Linked DNA regions of Gossypium hirsutum: region 2 is linked to region 1. A link is a contact called in public Hi-C data. All regions are on one chromosome and are shown on one strand. Each heading gives the region's core, a stretch centred on a gene start, on an enhancer-like site or on the middle of the called end of the contact. The rest is flanking DNA. Distances are from core to core; before and after follow the strand shown.

The links. Hi-C and Micro-C count contacts between places; a contact is called where the count stands out from the background.
Region 2: a contact with region 1 is called in a Hi-C map of leaf, with 2.1 times the contacts expected there. The contact joins the enhancer-like site here to the promoter of LOC107935836 in region 1. A contact is called at or near these places in 2 of 34 Hi-C or Micro-C datasets (hypocotyl and leaf).

What each region holds. Positions count from the first base shown.
Region 1 is chrD12:8,754,574-8,761,477 of Gossypium_hirsutum_v2.1, forward strand. It overlaps LOC107935836 (zinc transporter 5), which reads left to right and starts at 3,166. Exons shown (of 11, transcript XM_041108400.1): 1 at 3,166-3,484; 2 at 4,025-4,217; 3 at 4,331-4,416; 4 at 5,239-5,323; 5 at 5,581-5,659; 6 at 5,824-5,954; 7 at 6,115-6,201; 8 at 6,327-6,436; 9 at 6,782-6,904. The coding sequence starts at 3,435.
Region 2 is chrD12:9,006,567-9,013,669 of Gossypium_hirsutum_v2.1, forward strand. No RefSeq gene overlaps it. Among protein-coding and RNA genes, the nearest start is that of LOC107947521, 10 kb to the left of the region's middle. Within about 2 kb of position 1,710, at least 2 of the 9 cell types and tissues checked have an H3K27ac peak or open chromatin away from gene starts, as enhancers often do. A contact at or near this core is called in leaf, where this site is marked.

The sequences.
Region 1 (6,904 bases), core at 1,916-4,415:
TTAAAATTTAATACAACCTTAATAAAATCCCGTAAACATTAAAATAATAATAAAATAATAATTTACTCGTCAAAATTGTGGTCCCAAACCACTGTTTCGATATCATTAAAAATGGGTTGTTACGTCCATTCTATACACTCAATTAAATCAATTAGTACGACCTAAGGCCTGTGTCGGTCTATTGGGTCACAACACCTACAAAATATGTTAAAAACACTTTTTTTTATCAACTTTCTATCCTAAGGCCTAAATACTAAAAATATAAATTAAAATACTAAATTACTTAGAAAACAAACTTTGTAAGTGCGGAATTGACCATAATTGATGGCATGTCAATTTGCTACTTTGAACCTAACATATCCATGCAGGAGGAAGAATCAACAAAGGGTGCTTTTGCAAATGAAAGTGAGAGCCAACATTTCAATAGGCTCTCCCGAAATTGAGCATCTCTAAGGTTATGGAAAATGAGTTATATTAATTTTTATGTGTAGTATTATTTTATTATATAATTAGTTGTTTTTAACATGTATTGTGATGTAATTATACTATTTTAAATAAAGTTGATGAATTTTTTTGTCTAATTTAAGTGAGATGTTAATAAAACTTTGTTACTCATTTTTTTCCAATGTTTGATGTAGTAGTTTAATAAATTTGTTAAGGCTAAACTAAATGAATTAAAAAATAAAAACGAATAATACAAATAAAGGTGTTTATGGGTTGAGTAGCCTGCACGACCCGATTAGCCTAATCCAATTTGGACTGAGCTTGGGTTTTATTTTTTTCAACTTTGACTTAACCTGTTATATTATTTAAAAATTAAAAAAATAAAAAATATTATTTATATATTTATATAATTAAATTTAAATAAATTAATTCTTAAGTATTTTTTGAATAGTGAAATAGGGCACTTGGCCAACTTAGGCTCAAGCTTGAGCTTGGAAATTTTTTAAAATTTAGGTCTTGACTCGGCCTGATCTATAAACACATTTAAATATAAGGGATCTCAACTATCATAGATGTTAAGATACAGATTCATTAGTGAATTTATATCTTATGGACCTTGAAACCCATGGATACCAAGGTAACCTTAAAAAAAATACATATTTTGAACATTTTTTAAGAAATAATCTTTAAATTTACAATTTTATATGTTAAAAAAGTCCTTAAGAAAATGCAAGAAAAACAAAATCAATTAAGCCTTGTACTAAATTTACACCCAATTAAGCCTATGTCATTAATTAAAATAATCAATTAAGCCCCTTCATTAACGATTTTCATCATTAACCACATTAACTATTAAAATAAATTGATGGACCAATTAAATTCTGACACCTAGCAGCTTTTAGTTTAATTTAATATTTTTCCATAAAAATATTTAAAAATTAGAAAAAAAAATATAAAAATCATAACAATAAAAATATTTAAAAAATCTGAAAAAATCATATAAATCATAAAAATTATAAAAATAGAAAAAACCATCAAAAATTATAAAAATTATTAAATATTAAAAATATGAAAATTGATAAAAACTTTAAAAATATAAAAAAAATTATACAAATTATAAAAATATAATAATTTATAAAATGAAATTTATAAAATTAATAAAACATATTTAAAATTTTATAAAAGCATATTAAAATTCTATAAAAAATCATACAAAATTATAAAAAATATTAAAATTAATATAAACTTATAAAAATTATAAAAATCATAAAAACTTGAACTGGACCAGATCAGTCGGTTGGACCGATTTACCCGAAATTGGCAAGGGTGTCGTTCAGGAGAAAGCCATTAGACTGGTTGACCTGGGAACCGGGCAATATGTTTTTAATATTTTTAATATTTTATTTAATTGAACTAGATTGGTTAGTCGAAATGGCAAATTGGTGGCCTTATTAATTCAACCATCGGTCCGATTTTGAAAGCCTTGATTAGAATATTTCATTTTTTTACAATTTATTATTATTATTTTAAGAATTCTAATACATTTTTTAAATAAGTTTTATGAAATAATTTTATATCATAAAAATCATAAATTCTAATAAATATCGATTTTAGTAAGTTTATATCAATTTTAATAAAACTTATTTAAAATATAAACTTATAATAAGTGTATATCAATTTTATTTTTTACAATTTATTAAAATTAATATAAACTTATAAAAAATATAAAAGAATTCATAATTTTTTTACATTTTTAATAAGTTTATGTAAATTTTAATATTTTAATATTTTTATTTTTTATATTTTTAAAATTTTTAAAATTTTTAATGATTTTTTAATGATTTTTAATTATTTTTATGAGAAAAATATTATATTAAACCAGAAGCTGTCACTTGTCATCATCTGATTTGTTCATCAATTTATTTTAATAGTTAATGTGGTCAATAATCGTTAATGAAGGGGTTTAATTTATTATTTTAGTTTACGACAATAGCTTAATTAGGTGTGAATTTAATATAGGGGCTTAATTGGTTTTTTACATTTTCGTAAGGCCTTTTTTTTTACATATAAGCCAATTTACAATATACTATTAATAAAACCCCTGACTAAATTGGTGTTACGAGTTAACCGGATACCAACTCAGTTAAAAAATTATAAAAATGCCTCTTTGTAATTAAAAAAAATCATATTATTCAAGAGTATTTTAGTCTTCTCATTTTAACAAAAACCAAGAAAAATATGAATACATTGAGATTTAAACCGTGCTAATTAAATTAATAAAACCTTAAATTTATCACTCAACCAAAGCTTATATATATATATTACATGTTTTTATTATGTACAATTTACTATCTCCACTAGTTGTACATCTATACTTACTATTAATAAAACCCTTAACTGAGTTGGCGTCGAGGGTTAACCGAGTACCACATCGATTAAAAAATTACAAAAATATCATACTGTAATTAAAATAAGCCATATTATTTAAGGGTATTTTAATCTTTTTATTTTAACAAAAATCAAGAAAAATATATATACAATAAAATTTGAACCAGCATAAATTAGATTAATAAAACTTTAAATTTACCTCTCAACCAAATATTTCATTATTTACATTTATCTTCCGCATACTGTATTCTAGTTTTTAAAAAATTCCAATTAATCCTGTTTGCAATTAAAAAAAGAAACTCTTTTAATGAAACATTGTGGAAACTTAAAAGATACGGTTTTAGATAGTCATAAAGAAAATCAATAAGAAATGGAACAATTAAAGCCCAATCCTTGATTGTAGCCCAGCCTAAAGCAGTCAATTTTCAGTTTGGACTCTCGTTTTTTCTATTTCATTCTCTCATTTTATTTTTGCTTGTTATACACTAATTATCAGTAATTAATCTCTGTTTAAGCTTTGTCTAATCCAAATTAAACTACTCTCTCATAATAAGCTATAAATATCCTCCTTTTCTGATACAAACCATTTCATTTTTTTGAAGATGATGTCTCCAAGGCCAATCTCTGAGGTTCGCGGATCGTCTAATTTCAGGTATGTGTTAAAATAAAATAAATCTCTCATTCTTTTTTTTTTCAATTTTCAATTTGATTTTTTAGAACCCTAGCTTTTCTGTTGGTTTTCTAGAAGAAATGACATTTGCGGAGGAATTAGAAATTTGAATCTTACGTTTATTTGTGGAGTTTAGGTCAACTGCATTTCTTGCCTTCAAAGTGATATGCTAAGGTCAACAGTGCCTTACTTTGTTTTAGCGACTAGCGTGTTTAGCATTACTAAACTGAATAATCATCTCTACCAGTGTTGCGTACTTCTATGTAGTTTATGGGAAATTTTAGCTTAGTTTAGCTAAAGTATTGTTCTAAAAGGCGTAATCATGAGGTATTAAACTTTTGATAATGATTTTCTGTTTAGAGATTAAAATAAATGTTCTCATATATTTATAAATACTAATAAAATACATTTGAAACCCTGTTATATGACTATATGTTCATATACTTGTATATAAATTAATTGTATTATATTTTAGTTTGCTAGATCTTAGATGATTTTGCCATTAATTATTTTTACTTGTAGGCAAACTCCTCTGCAGATAATCCACATTGTTGGGAACTTCTTGAGAATATGGTCAGTTTACTCCATGTATCGGTACCTGACCCAGACTGGAGCTTCAGTGATACTTTTTATCTTCAGTTGTCTGGTTCCCTCATCTATCTTATTTTTACTCTTGCAAAAGCCTTGGAAGGGAAGATCACTCTCAAATACACAGGTTAAGTAGAGTTGCTTCTTTTCCTGAGGAAGATAATAACAATTGGAAGAAAGAGTTCTCACTTGTATCTTTTTCCTTAATTTTTCCTTTTTGAAGTCTCTTTTAATTTGCAGGTTGTTCCTTCTGTAATTAATGGTGCTATAACAGCTTTATATTTCATCTTGTGGGGAAAAGGGCTTAAATCTTGTGGACCACTTAGGTGCGTTTCTGGTGCCTTAAACATTCTTTCTTATTTCTGTTTATGGTTACATGTCTTAAACATGCATAGTTTGGTTAGATTGGGCATATAAGATGGTATTGTATATTTGAAACCTTGTCTGATTTATAAAAACAATTTAATTTGCTATATATTTATTTGTTGAGTTTATGAGAAACCCCTATGCTTTCAACCTCCTATTTATAGGAATCTTGAAAGTTTCTCTTTCCATTTTAATTATTTATATTTGTGGAAAATGCGTATAAATGTCTTATTGTAGTGCCAAATCTGAAGGTGGAAATGCGGGAGAAAAATCTCTTGCCCTTGCTTGGACAGTTCCAGACATGATCCCTTTTTGATTTGTTGTTAGAAAGGTGCAACTTTCACAAATTCTAAACTCCAAGCCTTTTGAAACATTTGTGTCAAAAATTGGCAAGGATGCACGTAATAGGCCTTATATGATGTTATAGGCTATTGGTTTTGGGCTAGATGTTTGATGCAATATCACGCAATTTTGTTTTAATTTGAACTGTGTGAAACTTTCTTTTATTGTGGTCTTTGCCACCACTTCCCTGCTACTAAAAGGAAAAAAATGTAAAAATGGAAGTTGTTAACAGCCCAAGAATATTTGATAGTTGTTGCATTAACCTCTCTATACAATCCCGGGCATCATAACCTGAACTTAAGATTCATGAGCGTAATGATCTTTCCACCTTTTATAGCGTGTTATGATTGACTCCTAGGTTCTCTTGACGTGATTTTATCTATATGAAGCTTTAAATGGTACCCATGGCTATATTAATTTTCATTTTATTTTTTCTCTAGAGCTATATTGGCGGAGTATTCTGGTGCTGTTCTTGGAGTATTATCTGCAGTATTGTATGGTAGAAGAGGCCATCTCTGGAAAAAGGTAAACACATTGAACTACAATGTATAGCTAATTCGACATTTTTTTTTTTTTAATTCATGTAAAACAGATTTTGTACCTCTGTTTTCTGGGGCTGCCTTACCTTCAGAAGTAGTTGGACGCACATTGGTCTTATTGCTGTATCTGTTTAGAATTGACATCAGTGGTACCATTAGAAATTAGAATAAAATTTTATATGTGCTCAGCATCAACATTAATGGATGAAATATCTGATGATGTCTTTTCTTCTGGTTTCCCAGGTTGGTGGGCTTATTGCAATGTTGGCATCTTTTTATTTCTTATCTCAAGGCTGGGCCTTGGCAACACTTTCTCCATTCTATATCCTCTCATAGGCCTTCCTCAAATCTAGGATGTTACAATGCAATAGGCTAGCTGTTTAGTATCACCTTATTTGATTTTTCCCTGTAATCTCTAAACAGATTATCTTTTTATTCTTGTTCTGATTATTCTAGTTTGATTTGATAAACTTAACTAAAAAATACCATTCAAAGACAGCCTCGATTCAGAGGTTCAGACTGAACAAGTATTGGGCATGAGTAAAATGATGGTTCCCATCTTGGCTGGAATCTTATCAGCTCTGAGAAGGGTGATTGCAAGGCGGGTTTCACTCAAGGTATTGATGTTAATGCATCTGAAGTTATCTTCTAGCCTTTTTGTCAACTGAAAACCATCAGCTACTAGCCCCCAACCCCCTCAATATTGCAAACTATTTTTTAAAAAGAAAAAAAAAAACTGTAAGATAATTTTGTGTTGTTGACATTCTCTGCCTTTAGAATCAACTGAAAAGGCGGCTTCATGCGATAACCATTGCTTCTGCAACTTCTTTCCTATTCCCCGTGGCCATGTGGGACTTAATCATAGTAAGGTTTCTATTGTTCTATTCATTCCCGTAATTTCATTGAGTATACATGTTTAGTTTCATCTCTTGTATCTTAGCTTGTTTGACAATTTTTGTTCTTTCCTCTGCATAAATTGAACACTTCAGGGATCTTCTGATAGCAATATGGAACTTCCATTTTCTGCCTGGGCTTTTCTGAGTACAGTTCTTTTTGGAATAATATTGGTATTCTACGTTGACAGCATCGCAGAGGAGAAGTATGACAGTAACTAAAGCAGTTCTATGGTTTTTGTGATTTTTCTAGTTTTGAAGAGCCTGTTGCGTTATTTCGTCAAAATGTTTAGACTTGTGCATATATAATGTGCTAGAACACTCAGTTCTACATTCCCTTTGCATCCTTTTTTTCTATTATAGGTTCTGCATGGTCTAATTCAAGTAATACTATTCTTTTTTCTTTTATTTTTGGAAAATTAAAGATGCAAGGGATGTTATTTTGTCAGTGGTAATTTTGCATGGATAACTTCCATTTATTTCAGCTTTAAGCATTTCAACTTAAAACAGTGTAAGACATATATAACTGCAACTACTTCATCTGTTGATAGGTTGCATATGGTTTTCTCTTCTCCAAGACATTTAATGGCAGCTGCAGGATGCATAATTGTCATGGAGATTGCTTACAAAATGGACTTCTCCTTGGCAGGCTTTTTAATTTGTTCCTCAATATT
Region 2 (7,103 bases), core at 460-2,959, 250 kb after region 1:
GCCCTAACGTATTGGGTTCCAATTTTCTTCGTTAAATCTAATGATCGAGAGTTGCTCATTAATCAAAAAATAAAATGAAAAGCTTGTTGTCGGGAATTTAATATGTTGTATCCTAACGTATTGGATGTGACGTATTAATTTCTTGAGACAAATATTTTTTTTAAAAAATGATAACAAAGGAAATATTCCAAGTTTAGGATTTTGAGAAATTGTGCCCTAACGTATTGGGCCGCGATTTCTTAAATCTTAAATAAATGGATATTCTTTTAAATTCTTATTATAAGAGTATTTTGGACTAAATCATTTTTGAGGAAATAGAATGTCGTGCCCTAACGCATTGGGTGTGACATTTTCTTTCTCTGAAATGATAAGAGTCTTAATAAGTAGCGTTTTTTAGTTTTTATTAAGGATCATATTTTTAAATTTTCGACATTAAGACACTAATTAATTAATTAGGTACTAATTTTGGTCGTTACGAGGGTGCTAATCCTTCCTCGTACATAAACGACCCATTTTTCTAAAACTCGTAGACCAAAGCTGTTGTTTAGGTGATCCAATCACATATCAATAAAAGATTGGTGGCAACTCTCAATTTTTGTTCTTTTTAAAGTCGACAACTAATTTTTTTTTTCCAAAATAAAAAAATAGTTTCGACAAGATCATTTAGATTAAACAAATTCAAATAATCCAATTCATCTTTAAAAATTTAAAATCAAGATGAAAACATTTTAAAACAATACGAAATATAGATTTTTGAGAGTCAACAAGAGAGACCCTGTCTAGCATAGATGTATCATTACAAGTGAGGACTTGTAACGATACAAGTACCTCGTACTATAGCAGTGGACGTACTGATACATTTGGCTACACGTACTGATACACTATAAAATCATTTCAAAATTCACACCTTAAATATCACCACATCAAACCAAAACATCAGACACATACACAGTACAAAGTTATCCTACTTATCTACCAAGCTAGTTTATTTGGCAAGCAAGAAACCAATGATTAAAGTGCATAACCTTCTTATATTTACTTCATACTTCATCTAAGGCATTAAACCTAAACATATAATATGCACTTTAAACATAGTTTAGCCTAATAGACTTCAACAACCAGGTACAAGACACATTTTAACATTCAAAATAAACATTACAACTTTGGAAGAGTTGAAATGAGAATCTTAGATATTGCTGAAGATCACGAAGGGTACCTATTCTTTCACCTGCTAATGACCCAGAATGCCAGACACCAACAAAATAAAATCACGATATAATCAACATACAATACAAATGGATAATAATAATAATAATAATAAGTAGATAAGTTGGTGCTTAAAGCATACAAATTTAAACTATATAAATCAAAAATAGTAATTTTGAGGCTAATTAGTGACTGAACAACAGCCAAGATCAACATTGTGATCTGTTTAATTGATATTCATCAAGAACAATTAGATTTCATTTTGCAATATTGAATCAATCACCCAAATAATATGTAACCAATGGTGTACATATGGAGGAAAATTAAAACAGGAGAGGGTCAGTATTTGTTGATGCTGAGAGAAACAATTGACAAGAGAAGCTGATAGACAGTAACGGCGCTACCGTGCGGGGAGAAGGCTGGAGGCGAGATGGAGGTTGGGAAATTACGTCCATTGATTTAGGAAAGGCAAAGGGGAAATGAGAGAAACCGACGAGGGCTTGGTAGGGCTTAGCCTTAGATATATTTTTATACGGGGAAATGAATTTGGGTTGTGCTTGTTATTTTGTTTGGGTTTGGACTTTGAATAAATTGTATTGTTTATTTTGGATTTGGGTTTGGCTGAGTAATATTTTGGATTTGAGTTTGGTATATATATATATTGTTCATGCCTTTTATGAATTTCTTATTATTTAAATAGATATATATTGATTAATATTATTTAAAAAATATAAATAAATTTTTGAAAGATAATATATTTGTAATATTATGAATTATAAGAAAGAAAATTTGAAAAATAAAACTATTATAATAAAGTTTTAAATGATTTCTAATTGAGTAAACTACCAAAATAGTCACTTTTGTTTCCCTTAGGTTACATTTTAGTCACTTATGTTTGAAATGTTACGTTTTAATCACTTATGTTAACGTGTTGTAACATTTTAGTCACTGAGCCGTTAATTGTTGTTAATGATGTAATGGTAAGCTGATGTTGCACATTAAATCATCATTTTAAACAAAAAATTTAGGTTAAATTATACAATTAGTCTCCATATTTTTTTTCATTTTGAGAAATTTAATTTTTTTCTTTTATGTTAAAAGAGATGGAAAAAGAAGGAAAATAGAGGGAGAAGCATAAGAGACTAAAAAATGGGGAAGAAAAAAAAGAGAAAGTTGAAAGAACATAAAAGAAAAAAAAACTGCTCAAAACGAAAAAAATATGGGGATCAATTGTATAATTTAACATGAAATTTTTGTTTGAAATGATGATTTAACGTGTCACATCAGCTTACCATTACATCGTGAATGGAAATTTACGGCTCAATGACTAAAATGTTACAACGCGTTAACGTAAGTGACTAAAACGTAATATTTTAAACATAAGTAATTAAAATGTAACCTAAAGGAAACTAAAGTGACTATTTTTATAGTTTACCCTTTTTAATTTTAAAAATAAAGTTTAAAAGACTTTTTTAATATCTTTTAGAAATCTATATATTTAATACTTTTTAATTTTACAAACAAAGTTTTAAATAATTTCTTTCGGTACGAAACAAAGTTTTAAATAGTGTAAAAACATAAGTTTGACTTATGAAAAAAATAAAAATAAAAACAGTTCACTAACTTTTGTTCGTTGGGATAATTTTCAGGATCAAATTGAGATCTTTTGTAAATTTTAAGGGTTAATTTTTTAAAAAATTATGACCAAGTCGATATAATATGTAAAAGTTGATGGCTAAATTTGTTATTATACCGATTTTTTAACTGTCACGCTACCTCCCATCAGACATTTAATGGCACTTAACGGAAATGGGTCAAAAAAATAATTTTGATTAGTTAAGTGACCAAATTAAAAAATTGATAGTTGGTTGATAAAAAATAAAATAGGCAATAGTTGAGTAACCTGTGGTATAATTTACTCAATTATTTAAATTCAAAATTTAATATTAAATTAATATTTATTAGGTATATATTTTAAATTTCTTCTATGATTTTTTATTTATTTAAAAAACGATATATCACTTAAATTAATTTAAAATCTTAAATTAAAACATATTAAAACAAATTTAAAACAAAAACGTTTAAAGTTTATCTTTTTAGATATTATAATTAATTTAAAAAAGGTTTGTATTTTTTATTTAAATTTTGTACTAATTTTTAAAAATAGATATTATATGTAAAAATATTTTGTTGCCACATGCCAATAGGATAGGTATGACACGTGAAAAAAGAATTAGGTTATCATTGTTAACTGAGAGACTAATACCTTATAATATAAATATACTTGTCTGGATATCCGTATCATGCAAGGACCAATTGTATGCATTATTAAAATGCAATTAATTATTTTTTATGAATCTACTTAATTTTTTTATAATATTTCACTAATAATTTGAGTGTAAAATTAAATCATATTGATGTAATAGTTAACAAATGTCTTAAAAGTTTATTTAGAACTCATTGTTACTAAAATTATTTCTATATATTGTCGAAATCGTTTTTTGAAAACAAAAATTTTAGTTGTCGACTTTGAAAATAAAACTGGAGTCGCCACCGATCCTTTATTAAGGTGTGATCGGCCCACCTTAAAAATAATTTTGGTCTGCAAAATTTGAGAAAACAGGTTCGGGAGTCAGTTACGCACGAGGAAGGATTAGCACCCTCGTAACGCCCAAAATTGGTACCAAATTGATTTTTTTTAATGCCTTGGTGTCGAAAATTTAAAAAGATTTTAAAAAGAAACTTTTTATTTCATAAACGAATTAAAATAATAAGACATTCTTATTTCAAAGAAATAAAACACCACACCCAGTGAGTTACGGCCCAATGTTTTTAAATCTTCAAAATACCCGAATACTGTCTTTTGCTTTTGAAAATTTTTATTTCGAGAAGAAAATGTCATGACCAGTAAGTTAGGACCCAACATTTTGAATTCCCGAGAATAAGCTTTTATTTAAAATTTGCGAATTTATTGCAAAACAAATACTTGGCTTTCTAAATTCATCGAAAAATAATCGCAATCCAGTAAGTTAGGACACAATCTTTCCCGAGAATCATGGATGCCAAATATTTTGGAAATTTGTAAAAATATGATGATTTTAATGCTTCGATAAAACCAAAATATATTCCCCGAAAGGTATGTTAAAAGTTAATGTATAATATGAAACACAACTTTAATTTCAAACATATATGAATAAATATTTACAAATATATATACAAGTACAATATACAAGTAAATTTGCAAACAAAAAGAAAGAATGAAATTCATCTAACCAAAAAAAACTAATAAAAAAGTGCATGTATATATGTATATGAAAATCATGAAAATAAAATAAAGATAAAAAAATGTATATGTGTATATATTTATAAAATAAAAAAAATGTATAAGTATATATAAAATATAAAGTATATAAAAGTTTTAAAAAAACATAAAAATATATATATAAAACGTATGAATAAAAGATATGCATGTATTCATAAAAGCTTAAAAATATATATATTAAAAAAATGCATATATATTATATATAAAAATATGCGTATGTACTATATGAAAAAAATGCATATATGTATATATTATGTAAAAAACCATGCATGTATGAATATAGAAATAATGATAATAACCATAATAATAAATAATATAATAATAAATAAGGATATAATGATAAATATTAAAAAAATAAAAAAATAGCTAAAATGAACTAAATTGAACTTAAAAACAAAAAATTGGGTAGATTCGAAAATAAATAAAAGAGGACAAACTTGAACACGCGAACAACTATGGGGGACTAAAAGGGAAATTAATCCCACCCTCCAAAACGCTGCGCAGCGAAGGACCGAATTGAAACAGAAATGAAAGATACGGCTAAATTAAAAAAAAACAAAATGAGTTTAGTTGAAGTGCATCGCAAAAAGGAAGGGCCAATTGCGTAAATATCCCATGTGACGTCAGAACGCGCGGATCCTCCCCTCCGGGTCGGGTCACCGCGCGGGTCTGTCCATTTAAAACGGCGCCGTTTTAATTTTGTTATAAAACCAACATTTAAAAAAAAAAATTCCTGCCATGTTTTTTAAAAAAAACTTATGAATCCTAGCCTCCTCTGCTAGGGTTCCCATATTCAGCCCCCCACCGCCGCCGTTCGCGTATTTTTCCCAACCGCACGACGCCGCCGATTGAAAGGTAAACAAAACTCCTCCTTCTTCCCTTATCTTTTGTCTTAAAAAGACATGAAATGGTAACCAAAAACAGAAAAAAGATTCGAGGAAAACAAAAAGAAATAAAAACCTTCAAAATTGTATTCTGATCCTTCGTGTTTTCTAATGTTTTTCCATACAACGTTTGCCTTCCTTCTCCTTTAATCCTTCCCCCTCATTACAGATTTGATAACGGCACTTTTTATAGCCGAAAATGGAAAAGAAAAATAAATAAATAAAATCAAATAAAATCAAACAAAATCTATACTATTGCTCATTTTTTACTATTTTGTTTTGTTTCCGTTCGTTACTGCAGGTGTGGCGTGGAGCGAACGGCGCGGGGAAGGCGCGCAAGAGGCAGCGACGAACGTGGCTGCTGTTGAGGGCGGCGGCTGGTGATTTTTCTGCTTAGGGTTTCAATTTTTTTAGTTTTTTGGGCTAGGTTTGGTTTGGGCTTAGGTTTAGTTTATTGGGTTTGTTTATTTGCTTGGGCCCGGGCATTATTGGGCTTGTACAGCTGCCCCTCTTTGCTCATTATCGTGTAACGGGAATAGAGCAATGACTAAAAGCCCAATTGTGCCCGGTCTTACTGAGCCTCGCCTTCTTCAGTGCTTTTCTTCTTCAAGTAACCACATTCCCTCCTACTGCATCTTCAGAGGTATAGGAACTGGTGCTTCGATCTACCCTATTGCAAGGTCAAGGAGATAGGATTCGTATGTTGTAGCTTCTCAATTTGCTATATTTAATCTGCTCCACTGCAACTTCAGGGAGATAAGACTTATAGCTTGAACTTGTTCTGCTACAATTTAAAGATAAATCTGACGCGATCTGCTCTACTGCAACTTCAGAGAGATGAGATTTATGGTTTTAATCCGCTCCATTGAAATTTCAAGGATATAGGATTGGCTTCAATGTACTCCACTGTAACCTCAGGGAGGTAAAATCTGTCATCTTCGATTTACTCCACTACTGCCTAGGGAGATAAGATCTGTAATCTTCAATCTATTCCACTGCTGCCCAGGGAGATAGAATTACTGGCTTCAATATACTCCGCTGCAACCTCAGGGAGGTAAAATCTGTCATCTTCGATCTGATCCACTACTGCTTAGGGAGATAAGATCTGAAATCTTCAATATATTCCACTGCTGCCTAGGGAGATAGAATTACTGGCCTCAATGTACTCCACTGTAACCACATGGAGGTAAAATCTGTCATCTTCGACCTGCTCCACTACTGCTTAGGGAGACAACATCCAAAATCTTCAATCTATTACACTGCTGCCCAGGGAAGTAGAATTATTGGCTTCAATATACTCCACTGCAATTTCAGGGAGGTAAAATCCGCCATCTTCGATCTGTTCCACTACTGCTTAAGGAGACAAGATCTGAAATCTTCAATCTATTCCGCTGCTGCCCAGGGAAGTAGAATTTCTAGTTTCAATGTACTCCACTGCAACCACGGGGAGGTAAAATCTGTCGTCTTCGACTTGCTTCGCTATCTATGTAGGAAGGCAAGATCTAAAATCTTCAGTCTATTCCACTGCTGCCCAGGGAGATGGAATTATTGGCTTCAATGTACTCCACTGTAACCACAGGGAGGTAAAATTCACCATCTTTGATCTGCTCCTCTACTGCTTGGGGAGACAAGATCTGAAATCTTTAATCTATTCCACGCTGCCCAGGGAAGTAGAATTACTAGCTTCAATG